2 separate regions of the Mus musculus genome follow, and region 1 is linked to region 2. The links are chromatin contacts, called in public promoter capture Hi-C maps. All regions are on one chromosome and are shown on one strand. The core of a region is the stretch at or near the end of the contact, and the rest is flanking DNA. Distances in the headings are between cores, read along the strand shown.

Evidence for each region. Promoter capture Hi-C pulls out the DNA fragments that hold promoters and counts their contacts.
Region 1: a contact with region 2 is called in a promoter capture Hi-C map of pre-B cells, with 4 times the contacts expected there. The contact joins the promoter of Azin1 here to the promoter of Zfp706 in region 2. A contact is called at or near these places in 1 of 39 promoter capture datasets (pre-B cells) and 1 of 9 other capture datasets (adipose tissue).

What each region holds. Positions count from the first base shown.
Region 1 is chr15:38,515,851-38,521,846 of GRCm38.p6, reverse strand. It overlaps Azin1 (antizyme inhibitor 1), which reads left to right and starts at 2,581. Exons shown (of 12, transcript NM_018745.5): 1 at 2,581-2,938.
Region 2 is chr15:37,004,621-37,010,385 of GRCm38.p6, reverse strand. It overlaps Zfp706 (zinc finger protein 706), which reads left to right and starts at 2,984. Exons shown (of 4, transcript NM_026521.4): 1 at 2,984-3,258. It overlaps LOC115488529, which reads right to left and starts at 4,680. Exons shown (of 2, transcript XM_030248876.1): 1 at 4,676-4,680; 2 at 1,913-3,530. The coding sequence starts at 4,680. The coding sequence ends at 2,582.

The DNA of each region.
Region 1 (5,996 bases), core at 1,332-3,831, 1.5 Mb before region 2:
GTAATTCCAGCAATAGGGAGGCAGCGTCCGGATGACTGGGAGGCCTGGGCTACATAGTTAGACCATGAATCAAAAAAACTAGCAGCATATCATATGTATTTAGTCATATGTATATGACATTATCAGTACGATATTCAATATTGTCCCTATTTAAAATGTTTCTAGAATGAAGGGTAAGTTCTAATTCCTTATCAATCCCTCCCTAATAGAACTTTTTATTTAATCTCCTTTGCAAACATGCCTCTAGAGTGGAACGGGAAAGCCACTCCCAGTTCTCCAGCCCACCCATTTCTGCCCTTTCTTTCATCTGCTTCCTTTGACAGAATCCTGTTTCCCTGGAACATAGACCCTAGATTCACTCTGAACTGTTTCCTGAGAACTTTTCTCTCAGATGAAGTTATTTCTTCCTTCTACTTGGTTCCTTACAGCATTTACCTTGTTATCTGTCAACAATTTGGTTATTTTACGAACATTCCATTTCTCCTGCTAGACTGCAAACAAAATGTCAAATGGTGTGTTCATGTGGGCAAGAGCCTCCTTGGGAAGTTGCTGCAGTTTAAATGGATCAGAACTTAACAAAAGTGTTAGAGACTGAGCACAGTGGATCATAACTTCACATCCCAGAACTCTAGAGGTCAAGACTGACATGAATTCAAGGCCAGCACGGGCAATATATTAACTTCCTATCTCAAAAAAGGAAAAGGGGAGGGGAGAGAGGGATGGAGAGGGAGGAGGTAAGAGAAAGCTAAGATATGTCAAGAAAAATAGGGGAAACAAAAACCAGAAACTGAGCTCACAGTTCCCAACTTGTAATACTCTCTACCTCTGAAACATTCTGGCCTTACCAAATCTGCAAGAGCTCTTCCTTTCTTTCTGCCTTGGTGATTTATTAATTACTGTACCGATTACAAGATAAATGGAGTGAAAGAATGTGAAGGAGAGAGGGTTCAGGGTCTTACTTTAAAAGATCTTACGTTGAAGGGGCATCATAAATAGGGTAATACACGACTGTAATCTCAATCCCCTTAAATTGAGGCAGGAGACTTGCTATTTGGAGGTCAGTTTCAGCTACAGAGAAGTGCCCTGTCTGCCTGTCCCTCCCCTTCATTGTGCTGAGTCTGGAGTTGCAAAGATTTAGCAGGCTAGGACTGACTGCTAGTGATAAAATGGCCTTTGGTTTTTCCTTTTTCCAGACAGGGTTTCACTACGTGTAGCTCAAGCTGTCTAGAAACCAGGCTAACTTTGAACTCAAGAGATCCATCAGCTTCTGCCTTCTTATGCTGGGATTAAAGGCATGCACCACCTCATCCAGCTAGAAAAAGGATTTTAAATATAAGGGGAGGGGGGAGGCTACATCCGTCATTTTACTTTAGTAATAAAAGTTTATTAAATAATAGAGAATAGAGAAAAAACGGCCGGGCAGTAGTGGCGCACGCCTTTAATCCCAGCACTTGGGAGGCAGAGGCAGGCAGATTTCTGAGTTCGAGGCCAGTCTGGTCTACAGAGTGAGTTCCAGGACAGCCAGGGCTATACAGAGAAACCCTGTCTCGAAAAACTGAAGAAAAACAAAACAAAACAAACAAGATTAGAGAGAAACCCTGGTGTGGTGGCACGTGCCTTTAGCAGGAGCACCTAGGAGCACCTATATACCAGGCAGAGTTCAAGGCTAGCCTGGTATATAGAGGGAGTTCCAGGACAGCTTGGGTTGCACAGAGAAAGCCTTTCTGGAGAAACAAAACAAAAGAATAAAAAAAAAGAATGACTTCAAACGAGAAATGCAGAGGATTAAAGAGATGTGCCTTTAAGTCATGTAACTTCAGCAACACTGGCCCCGCTTTAATAGGGCTGGGTCTGACTGCATCAACCCTTTTTGAAAATGAAGACAAAGAAAGAAAAGCCACATTTAAAAAAAAAATCTACTGCACCATATTGCAACATGCGAACACGGAGGAACATTCTGGTACGATCAAAGCCTCAGTAACCACACCGGACTGGTTCTTGCTGGCCACGGGGAACTCATTTTCATAACGGAGCTCCGCAACCCATGGAGAGGCGGGAACCTCTCCCTCGGAATACAGTCCCCGGGCATAGTATACAGTTGTTACATAAACTAGTGCACCGAGAAAGCCCCGTGATGGCGCACACCCTCCTCTCCTAAAATACTGGAGTCGGTAAGCCGAGGACCCAGGACGGTCCCGAAGGCTGCCGTCAGCATGGACTAGCTGCCGGCTCACAAAGCGGATCGTTGGCTGCTAGCGTGGCGCGCAGGCGCCGCAAGGGCGAGGGCGCGATCCGCGATCCGCTGGGCCGCGCGCCCTCTGCCCCGCCTACGAAACTAGCAGCCCGCTGGGGAGCGGCTGCAGCGCGAGGGCGGGAAGCGAGCGCCGGGCCAGCACCTGCCAGGCCCGGTGGTCCCGCCCTTCGGCCCCCTAACTGCACAAGGCTGTCCTTCCCCTTCCGCCCCTCCCACATTCCCCGGCGGCACAGGCCCCACCCCCGTCGTGCGGCCGACCGGCCGTCTGTGACGTCAGCAGCCCCCGCCCCCCTGAGTATAAATACTGGCGTCTCTGGCACCGCCTTCCCACACTCTCTGGCTCAACTCTCGCCGCGGTGTTTCCGTTTTTCTCTCTGGTTGTCTCCTGCTCTGCTCTTCTCATCCTTCTCGCTCTGCTGCTCTGCGGAGTGACGAGGCTGAATCCTCTCCCCACCCAGTTCGCGCCTTTCTTCTTTTTCTCGCGCCGCTCCATTTCTCCAGTTCGGCTGCCGCCGCCACTGCTGCTCAGCTGGTGTCGGTGCCGCGCGTTTCCCCCACGTCGTCCCCGCAGCCTATGGCCCAGGCCGCCTTGGGTATTTCTGCTCAAGGTAACCACATCCCTCTTTAAAAATTCCGCCGAAAAAGAGAAGACGCTTTACCCGACTCTTTGGGCCGTTATCTCACGTGAGTACCGGACTTAGGGGCGCGGGAGGGTCCGGCGCCTGGGCTGGGCCACGCCGCCCTCGGTGTCCCCGCAGTGCCCCGCAGCCGGCGGCCTCGAACATGGCGGCCGGCGGCGTGTGTGGCGGCTGCCGGTGGCCCGGGCGGCGGCCGGCGCCTCGCGACCCAGGGCGGCAGCCGACAGCCGCGGTTGAGCGAGGGGGCGTGTGCGCGTGGGGCCGCGCTCGGGGGCAGGCTGGCGGTGGTCGCTGTTCCCTCTCGGCGGCATGCGGCCCCCACCCCACTCCCGTGGTGCATTGCTGTTTCCGGGGAGGGGGTCCGGCGGCAGCCTGGAGGGCTGGGGGTCCCATCGCCCTCTCCCTGTCTCAGTGCCTGCAGGGGGTTGTGGTGCGGAGTGGACGGGCTGCGGCGGCCGGGGCTCCGGGTTATGAATGGAGCGGGGCGGGCCTCGAGCCGGCATCTGGTGACAGCTGGGAGGAGGCTGGATTCTTGCGGGCGGGAGAGGGGGTGCGGAGTGCGCGCTCCCCCTCTGGCGGTGGAAAGTTGACCTCACTCGGGGCCGGCGGCGGGGAAGCCCCGGTGTCAAGTAGCAAGCGAATAGGCCTTTGGCCCTTTCTGGAAACCTCGGCGCTGCTGACCCGCCCCTGCGGCTCTCCTGATTGGGCCAAGTCGCTTTCACTTACCCCAGTCACCTCCTGAAGCCTGGAGATTAGTCACCATGGCTTCGTTTTCTGGTCCTAGCTGTGATCGCGGGGCAGAAAGAGGGCGAAGGGTAGGTTGATGCGGCTTATCAAGGACTCTGTTGGCTGCCAGCGGTTAGTAGTGTTTAAACGTTTTATGGTATTAAGTATCATGAACGTGTGTTACTGGCTGAACGAAGCAAGCAGTTTACACTGTTTACAGCCTCAGGATGTTTGAACAGATTGAACTCAGTTTTGTGGTGGATATCTTAGGTTGTTCTTGTCCTGTGGTGTTTTACCATTAATATATGCACAGCCTGGGTGAGAGCTGATTAACTTCCTCAGGAAAGGACTATGAGAACTAGGCCCGACAGGAAAGCAAGCTTGGTACCAATAAGCCCCGAGGAATTCACAGGTAATAAGTAGGAAAGGGTGTTTACATAAAACTGTAGGTTATAAAGATAAATGAGTAATCAATTTATTTCTCTAATGTTTTAGTATGATTCCCAACAATGAACTCAGAGTGGTACCTTCAATTTAGATTCCGCAGCTAACATTTTACTCTACTTACCTTCCAGCCATCTTACTAATTCTGCATTACGGACATCAAAATGCTTCATAGCTCTAACTTGAGTATTTCCATACATTAAATACAGTCCCATTCTCTAATTTTTAGAAATTGGCAGTAAAATTCTCATTATTTATTTGTACTGTTTGATTAGATTTTGTTGTTTGTTTGAGACAGGACCTCACTTTGTAGCCCAGACTTGAGTCTGATTTTCCTTCCTCATCAGCCTGGTGCTAGGACTCCAGGCTCAGGACAAGTTTGGCTTGTATTTAGTACGTTTTAGCAAAGTGATGCCAGGTGTTGTTACACCTGTAATCCCAGGAAGTTCTTGAAGCTAGCTATGGTCACATAAAGCAAAATCCTGTGTGCAAAGAGAGGAGAAAGAACTTTATAATCTACATCTAGGTCAAGACAGAACATTAACATCCTCATCTAGCCCTCCTGACAGGTCACAGCAGTTCTTGTGAGGCCCATCTAGCCTTCCTTTTTTTTTTTTTTTTTAAATCAAGGGACTTAAATGGAATCAATTGATATGCATGCTTTTGTGCAAAAGGCTTTTATTTAGCATATTTTATATGTTAATAAATTGTTTCTGGTAGTCCATTGTGTGTATATGTATATGCCTGATTTTAAAAAACTTTGCCGGGCAGTTGTGCATTCCTTTAATCCCAGCACTTGGGGCAAGGCAGATCTATGAGTTTGAGAACAGCCAGGGCTGTACAGAGAAATCCTGTCTAAAAAAAACAAACAAACAAAAAAAAAACAATTTTTTTTTGGAAAATCTGCAAAGATAGCAGAAACATTTGTAAAGATATTTCGAAGAGGAAAACAATTTTGAGGAGTGTCAAGGTGGAGCTAGATTTGTGGTTGGTCAAGTGATTGCCTAGAATCTCCAGCCCTGGGTTTGATTTCCAGCACCCTATAAACCAGGTGAGAAGCACTTCTGAGATCCTAATCCTCACATTGATTGTAATCCCAGCATTTGGGAAATGGAGGCAGGATTTCACCTCTTTGGCCCCAGAAGTGTTTAGGGCCAGCCAGCCTAAGGCTGCATGACCTTTCTGCCCATCTCCACCTCCCTCCCAATTTACACAGGTCATTCTAAAGGAGAGTAATTTTTCTTTCCTCTTTCTTCTTTTCTTTTTTTCTTTTTCTTTTTCGCTTATTCTAGACAGTTTCAAAATTGCACAACTATCCTGTAACTCACTCTGTAGTTCCAGCCTGGAACTCAAAGATCTGACTGCCTCTGCCTTTCAAGTGCTGGGATTCAAAGTGTGAGCCACCATTGCTTGGCTAGGAATTTGTTTTTCAGTATTGCCTTTCATCCACATTTCACGTACCCCTTCCTTTATACTATCTCCTCCAGATAAATATTTGCATTTATCCTGTATGTAAATGTCCATCTTACACTGTGCACCACTTTTTGTATCTATTAAATTATCTTTAAAATCAGGGAGCCTTCATTTCCTAGTAGTATCTGTGTTAAATGAAAAGGTTTAGATATTACTGAAGAACATTAGTTGGTGTCTTAAAGTTTAATGCCCTCAGTGTTTCACAGAATTGATCTTGGATTGCCATAAGCAGCAAATAATAGCTGTGAATAAAACAGGGGGAATGTCTTATCCAGGATAATTGTTAACATTCCTTAGGAGAGAGGTAAGAATGAGCTAATTTTCAGCATGGTTGTTTGTTTTTTGTTTTCGAGACAGGGTTTCTCTATGTAGCACTGGCTGTCCTGGTAGACCAGGCTTGCCTCGAACTCAGAAATCTGCCTGCCTCCTGAGTGCTGGGATTAAAGGCATACGCCAGCACC
Region 2 (5,765 bases), core at 1,735-4,234:
AGTGTCGCTGCACATAAACACTCAAGTCAATGGCTTCACAGAGTCAGTACAATCTGGCACTAATGTGAAGTAGCTGGAAAACATCAAGGCAGAAGTGAGCAACGGGCATCGGAACTGTCAATACAAACTCACAAAAGAGGCTGGAATGAGAGCTGGAAATGCAGGCGTTGTCTCAAGGGAGTGTGACATTCAGAGCCACGAGACTGAACAAAAAGCCTCAAGCAGAAGGTGCACAGGTAAGGAGGAGGCAGCGGAGCAACCACCTTCGCTTTTCCTACGGTTGTACGGTTGTCTCTAAGGGAAGCACCACAGAGACAGGAGCCCCTCAGGGAGACTGTTTTGGTTGTTATCGGTGTGGTTGTGTTGTTTGCTTTGTCTTTTAAAAGCAGGATCTGATACATAGCTCAGGCTGTCCTTGAACTCACTACATAGCCTTGGCTATCCATCTTCCCGCCTCACTCTCCTGGGTTCTAGGATTACATTATGTATTGAGAATGAATATGCTGGGAACTCACCAATCACCTCATCGCAGGAACCCAGCACGCATCCAAACACATCAATAAGCCTGTCATCTTTCATCTCCAGAGGCGCAGTTTCATTTCATGAGGTGGATTTTGGATAGCAAATCAGCAAGTTCTTGTTGCATACTATCTTAAAGTGACCGCCGATAGGCAGAAAAGGGAAAATGTTACCACAAGTGTCGTTAGCATTCATAATTAAATGCAGGAATGTGCACAGAAGCCTAAGTGTTCATGTCTAGATTGCTGTCACTTTTCTGACACTACACCAGCTGGTGGCAAAGCAGAGGCCCTGCCTTTTACCCACTGTCACCACACACATGCTCAAGCATACTCACTCCGGCTTCATACTTCCCCTGTATATTTCAAATGTCCTAAGCACCACATATAATTACCATTACACCATATTCTCTAGGTAACAGTGCTTAACAAGGGAGTGAGCCAGACTCCTTCAAGGATAAAAAGCATAGAGGAGACAAGAGACCTGTGTGGCAGGGTTCTGGGGCTTTTTGTTTTGTTTTGGTTTGGTTTTTGGTTTTTCAAGGCATGGTGTCTCTGTGTAGCCCTGGCTGTCCTGGAACTCACTCTGTAGACCAAGCTGGCTTCGAACTCAGAAATCTGCCTGCCTCTGCCTCCCAAGTGCTGGGATTAAAGGTGTGTGCCACCATGCCCGGCCTGAGTGGCAGTCTTAAAAAACAAAACAAAAAAAAGAAAAAAGCTCCAGCAGAAGGTGTGCGGGTAAGAGGCATAGCAGGAAGACATTGTGGAGTTTACTGCTGTGAACTCGGATTCCCCCAGGGAACATCTGTAAGTATCCTCAAAGACTTTTACTTTTCCTCAAGTGAAAATGGGGTGCTATTGGCCCCAGCCAGAAAGAAGGCAGAGCTACCACTAAACACCTAGTGACTCCCCATAGACCCCGGTTAACAAAGTCCTGTCCTGAGAGAGAGAACTAACTCCAGCTACAGCTTTTGTCAGGTTCCTGCAGGAGATATGAATTAAAAACTCAAGGGATACTAGCTTTTGAGTATTCCCCCAGGCCACAGGACAAAAAGCAACAAACCAATCCTACTTCACAAGACTTCAGACACCACCTCACCCCTGCAGATGTCACAGTCTAGTTGCAGTGTCCATTGTCATTCATGACTAGACAAACAGCTCTTTGTATTTCCCAAGTCTAGATCCTCCAAGACTCTCAACCCAAAAGGCAGATTAACACAACAGTAAATGTGGCCACCATTAATAACTATGTTATAGCTTCTTGACATGTCTGTTCCAAACCTGTCTCTTTAGACACATTCTGTTCAATATTGTTTTTTCAGCACTTTGTTGGTCACTGGCTATACAGTAATAAAAAGGAGATTACAGATTACCATCAGCAACAGTAACAAAACTTAAACACGTAACTACATTTTAATAAAGGCTTGTGAGCATAAAGTGAAATGAATCAAAGATGAGCCCACTTCAATCATGGCCCAGCTGCGTTGCACCTTTCTGGCTATTTTTAACAATACTGTGACAAGGTTATCATAGTACAAGTAAAGTAGACTATGCTCATAGTCAACGAATTCTCTGGCTACTGGCAGGCAAGTTTGAGATTCTGACTGGGCATGGCGACACATGGTCATGTAGCTCCTGTGGAGGTGAAAGGGTTCAGTTCTAGGACAGACTGAACCACATAGTGGTTTTAAGGCCACAAAAGCAGTATACCTATAACCTAATTAGATCTAATGGGGAGCAGCTTGTTGCAGGTACAGGGCAACAAATGCAGAGATTTACAACGCCATTTCTAACCACCACTAGATGTTAGAATTGCAATCGCTCTTAATAAGGTATCTGAAGTTCACAACGTGGTCTAAATCAAGTGGAGGCGGGGAACGACCTTTTATTCTTTCCCCAAGTATTAGCAATCCAATAGCCAGCCTGCACAGGCCAAGCGAGCACGTTAGGATTTAGCCGATTTTTCAGGCTCAAGTCTCCATCTATGTGAAAGTCCCTAGTAAGTCAAAATACCCTGAGCACGGAACCAGTGAGGGAACAATGGCAGCGAGTCTGGCAGGGGGTCATGGCCGAGCGGCGGCCACGCGGGGCCCCGGACGCGACTCCCCCGCCGCTCCGGCTAGCGCCTTACAGGGCTCCCGGCTGGCCAGGGAAAAACGAGGGCGGCGGGGCAAAGGCCAGGCCGGGTGAGTGAAACACGAAAGAGTGACTGCTGAGCCACTCGGCCGACAGCCGCCCGTAGACCGGAGGTCACACACCGCAAGGGCAGGGGGACACGCTGAGACGACACCGAGAGAGCGGGCGGGAAGCAGAGGGGCGGGCGAGGGCCCCGCAGTTCCCGTCTTAGGCCCCGCCCCCGCGCGCTTATGTAACAGGGGAGAGCTGCCATTGGCCTGCAGACCGGAAGGACGCGGGCATGCTAGAGGGGCGGGGCAAAGCCGCCGCAGGAAGGTGAGGGGCGGGACCGCGCGGGCAAGCAGGCGGCGCTGAGGCGACTGGGAGTGCGGCGCGGCGTGCGCGGGCACGAGCGACGGGCCTGCCTCGGGCTCAGGCGCGGCGGGCGCGCGCTGCGGCGGGTGTGCGAGGCGCGGGCTGTTGTGCTCCCGGCTCTGCTCGGTCCTTCCTCTGCGGGTGGCGGAGGCCCCAAGCGGTGCGGGGCTCGACCCTTCCTTCCCTACTCGTCCTGCCCAGCTCTTCTCGCGCTGCGCGGTCTCTCGGACGCCAGACCGGCCCGGCCCGGGTAAGCGGCGCCGCAGGACGCGGGAGCCGGGGCGGGAGGCACGCGGCGGCGGGAGGCCGGGGCGGGCGTCGGACTCCCGGCGGAGCGGGCGCGGGGCTGAGGGCCGCCGAGGCCTCGGGCGGGCCGGGCTGCAACCGTGGGGTTGAGTCTGCCCACGAATGGCTGTTGAGAGCTGGGATCGTGCCGCGGAGCCGACCTGGGCCCCTTGCTCTGGCTGGTTGCAGAGTGTGAGCCCATTTCCTGGCTCCCCGGCCTCAGAGTAAGTTGTTTCTCTTTAAGCGGCCCCTTAGGGCCTCCTTCTCAAGAGTCCTGGTATTCCAAGAACTCTTCCTGGTTCGTAGCTCATTTGCAGCCTCCTGGGAAAGCTAAAACTTTTATTAAAAATCAGCTGGTAACTGTTTGCAAACGATTTATTGCCTTTCAGTTTGTCCCACTTAATCAGGGAGCGATTTATACGTAAGATTTTGTCAAAAACTCGATGAGCTGGTCAAGAGCAAATTGTAAGTTGAACTGTCCGAAAGCAGGTGGTTGGATCGTTTGCACTTCTGCTTTCAGAAAGGAAATCTGTGCTGTCAGAAGTTAGGGGCCTGCCCCGCTCAGCTAGCCTGTTAGAACAGATCTCCTTTGCCTAGTGTTACATTTTGTGTTTATTGAAGCGTTTGCCTTTTTGTAACCGTTGGTGGTGGTAAAGAAAATGGGTTAAATCTTAGGTGTTCTGTTGTGTTTTAGGAGAAGCCCTAAACGCAAAAGTTAAAAAATAGTTTTTGCTTATCTGATGGCATTGTTTTTACAGCACGCTTCATGAAAAGGTTATCAAAGTAGCTGCTTTAATTTCTAGATGGCAAGGAAAGTTCTGGAATTACTGATGTGAGGTTCTGTAACTTAAGCATAAAACCCTTAAGATCTGTTCACCAAGTAATTCACATACATAAGCCATGCTTTATGGAAGAGTTAAGATGTTTTAGACAATCAGAATGATCTAGTAAAGATCTGATACTAAGACAGGGGGACATTAAGAGTGTTTTCAGGACTGGAGAGATGGCTCAGCGGTTACGAGCACTGTCTTCTCTTCCAGAGGTCCTGAGTTCCATTCCCAGCAACCACATGGTGACTCACAACCATCTATAATGGGATCTGATGCCCTCTTCTGGTGTGTCTGAAGACAGCGACAGTGTACCCATATATATTAATTTTTTTTTTTAAGGAATGTTTTCAAAGCATTGGTGTTCATGTATTGAAGACCCACCATCAAAATGTACTTTTAAATATGCCATTGGAACATGGTGAAGTGACACAGGCCTTAAAATCCCAGCCCTTAGGAGGCAGAGGCAGGCAGATCTCTGTGAGTTCCAGGCCAGCCAGAGATATGTAGTGAGACAACCCCCCAATATACTATTGAAACTTAGAGAATTGATACGGCATTGGTTTAAAAACACAAAAATGAAATATAATTTTCATGACAAACAGTTTATATTTGCCTTGGGTGGGAATCGAGTTCATATATTAGGCTGGCATATTAAACATTCTCATGGTTGGTGAAAGACTGGATGGACTTCCAGTTTGCTACGTAATACTAGTGGGAATGTGTCCAGTACGTGTGTGTTTGTTTAGTTTCCATTGTGGTGGGGGATGATGAGGAGAGCTTGATTGTCACTGAAACACTTTTGACTTTATATCCAGTAGCTAAAGAGAATTGCAGTCAGAAAAGGCCAACCCTCTTCATAGTACGGTCCCTTGTACATTCATGTCTTTTAGTAATTTCAAAGTTTAAAATGTAATTACAGTGCTAGTCAAAGTGGCATTGGACCTCATTTTAATGTGCTTCAAAGCACTACTCTGGTAGATGCTGGGTGAACAGGTTTAATTTGTGCTGTCTAACCAGAAGTCTGGTTTTAACAGGAAAATAATTCTTTTAAGTGACAATTGTTTTAACTCATTTTTGTTTACTCCAGGCCATTAGTAGTGAAGAATAGAAAGAACCTTTCAGCTTTGTAAAAGGTACCCTCACACCAGGGTTCTAATTTGTCTTTACAATGTGTGCGGCTGGGCCAGTGAGGTGGCTCAGCTGGTGAAGGCGCTTTCTGTCAAGCCCGAGGGTCTGAGTTAGATCCCCAGAACACAAGTTGTAGAAGAACACACTCACAAATGCTCTGTGGAGTATGTGTATCTGCGTGCACACAAATAAGTGTAGGCGTTTGTGTTTCTGTGCAGGAAAGTTTTCTTAAGGAAAACTCTGGATAGTACAATAGTTTAATGAAACTTCAGTACTAAAAGGAGTTGCTGTGTCCCTACATCTCTTTTCTAGGATTAGATGACAGCACTTATTTTAAAATGTGCAAATTGTAAGTCTCAGTAGTGGATGCTAGCAGGGAGAAACTACCTTTGTAATCAAATGACAAAGGAAGACTAAACTTTGGACTATCAAACTTTTGAAGGTTACATGTAAAGTAAAAGGAAGTAAAACCATAACTATATATACATATGCAGTAGGCATGGGAGTCTGTTGA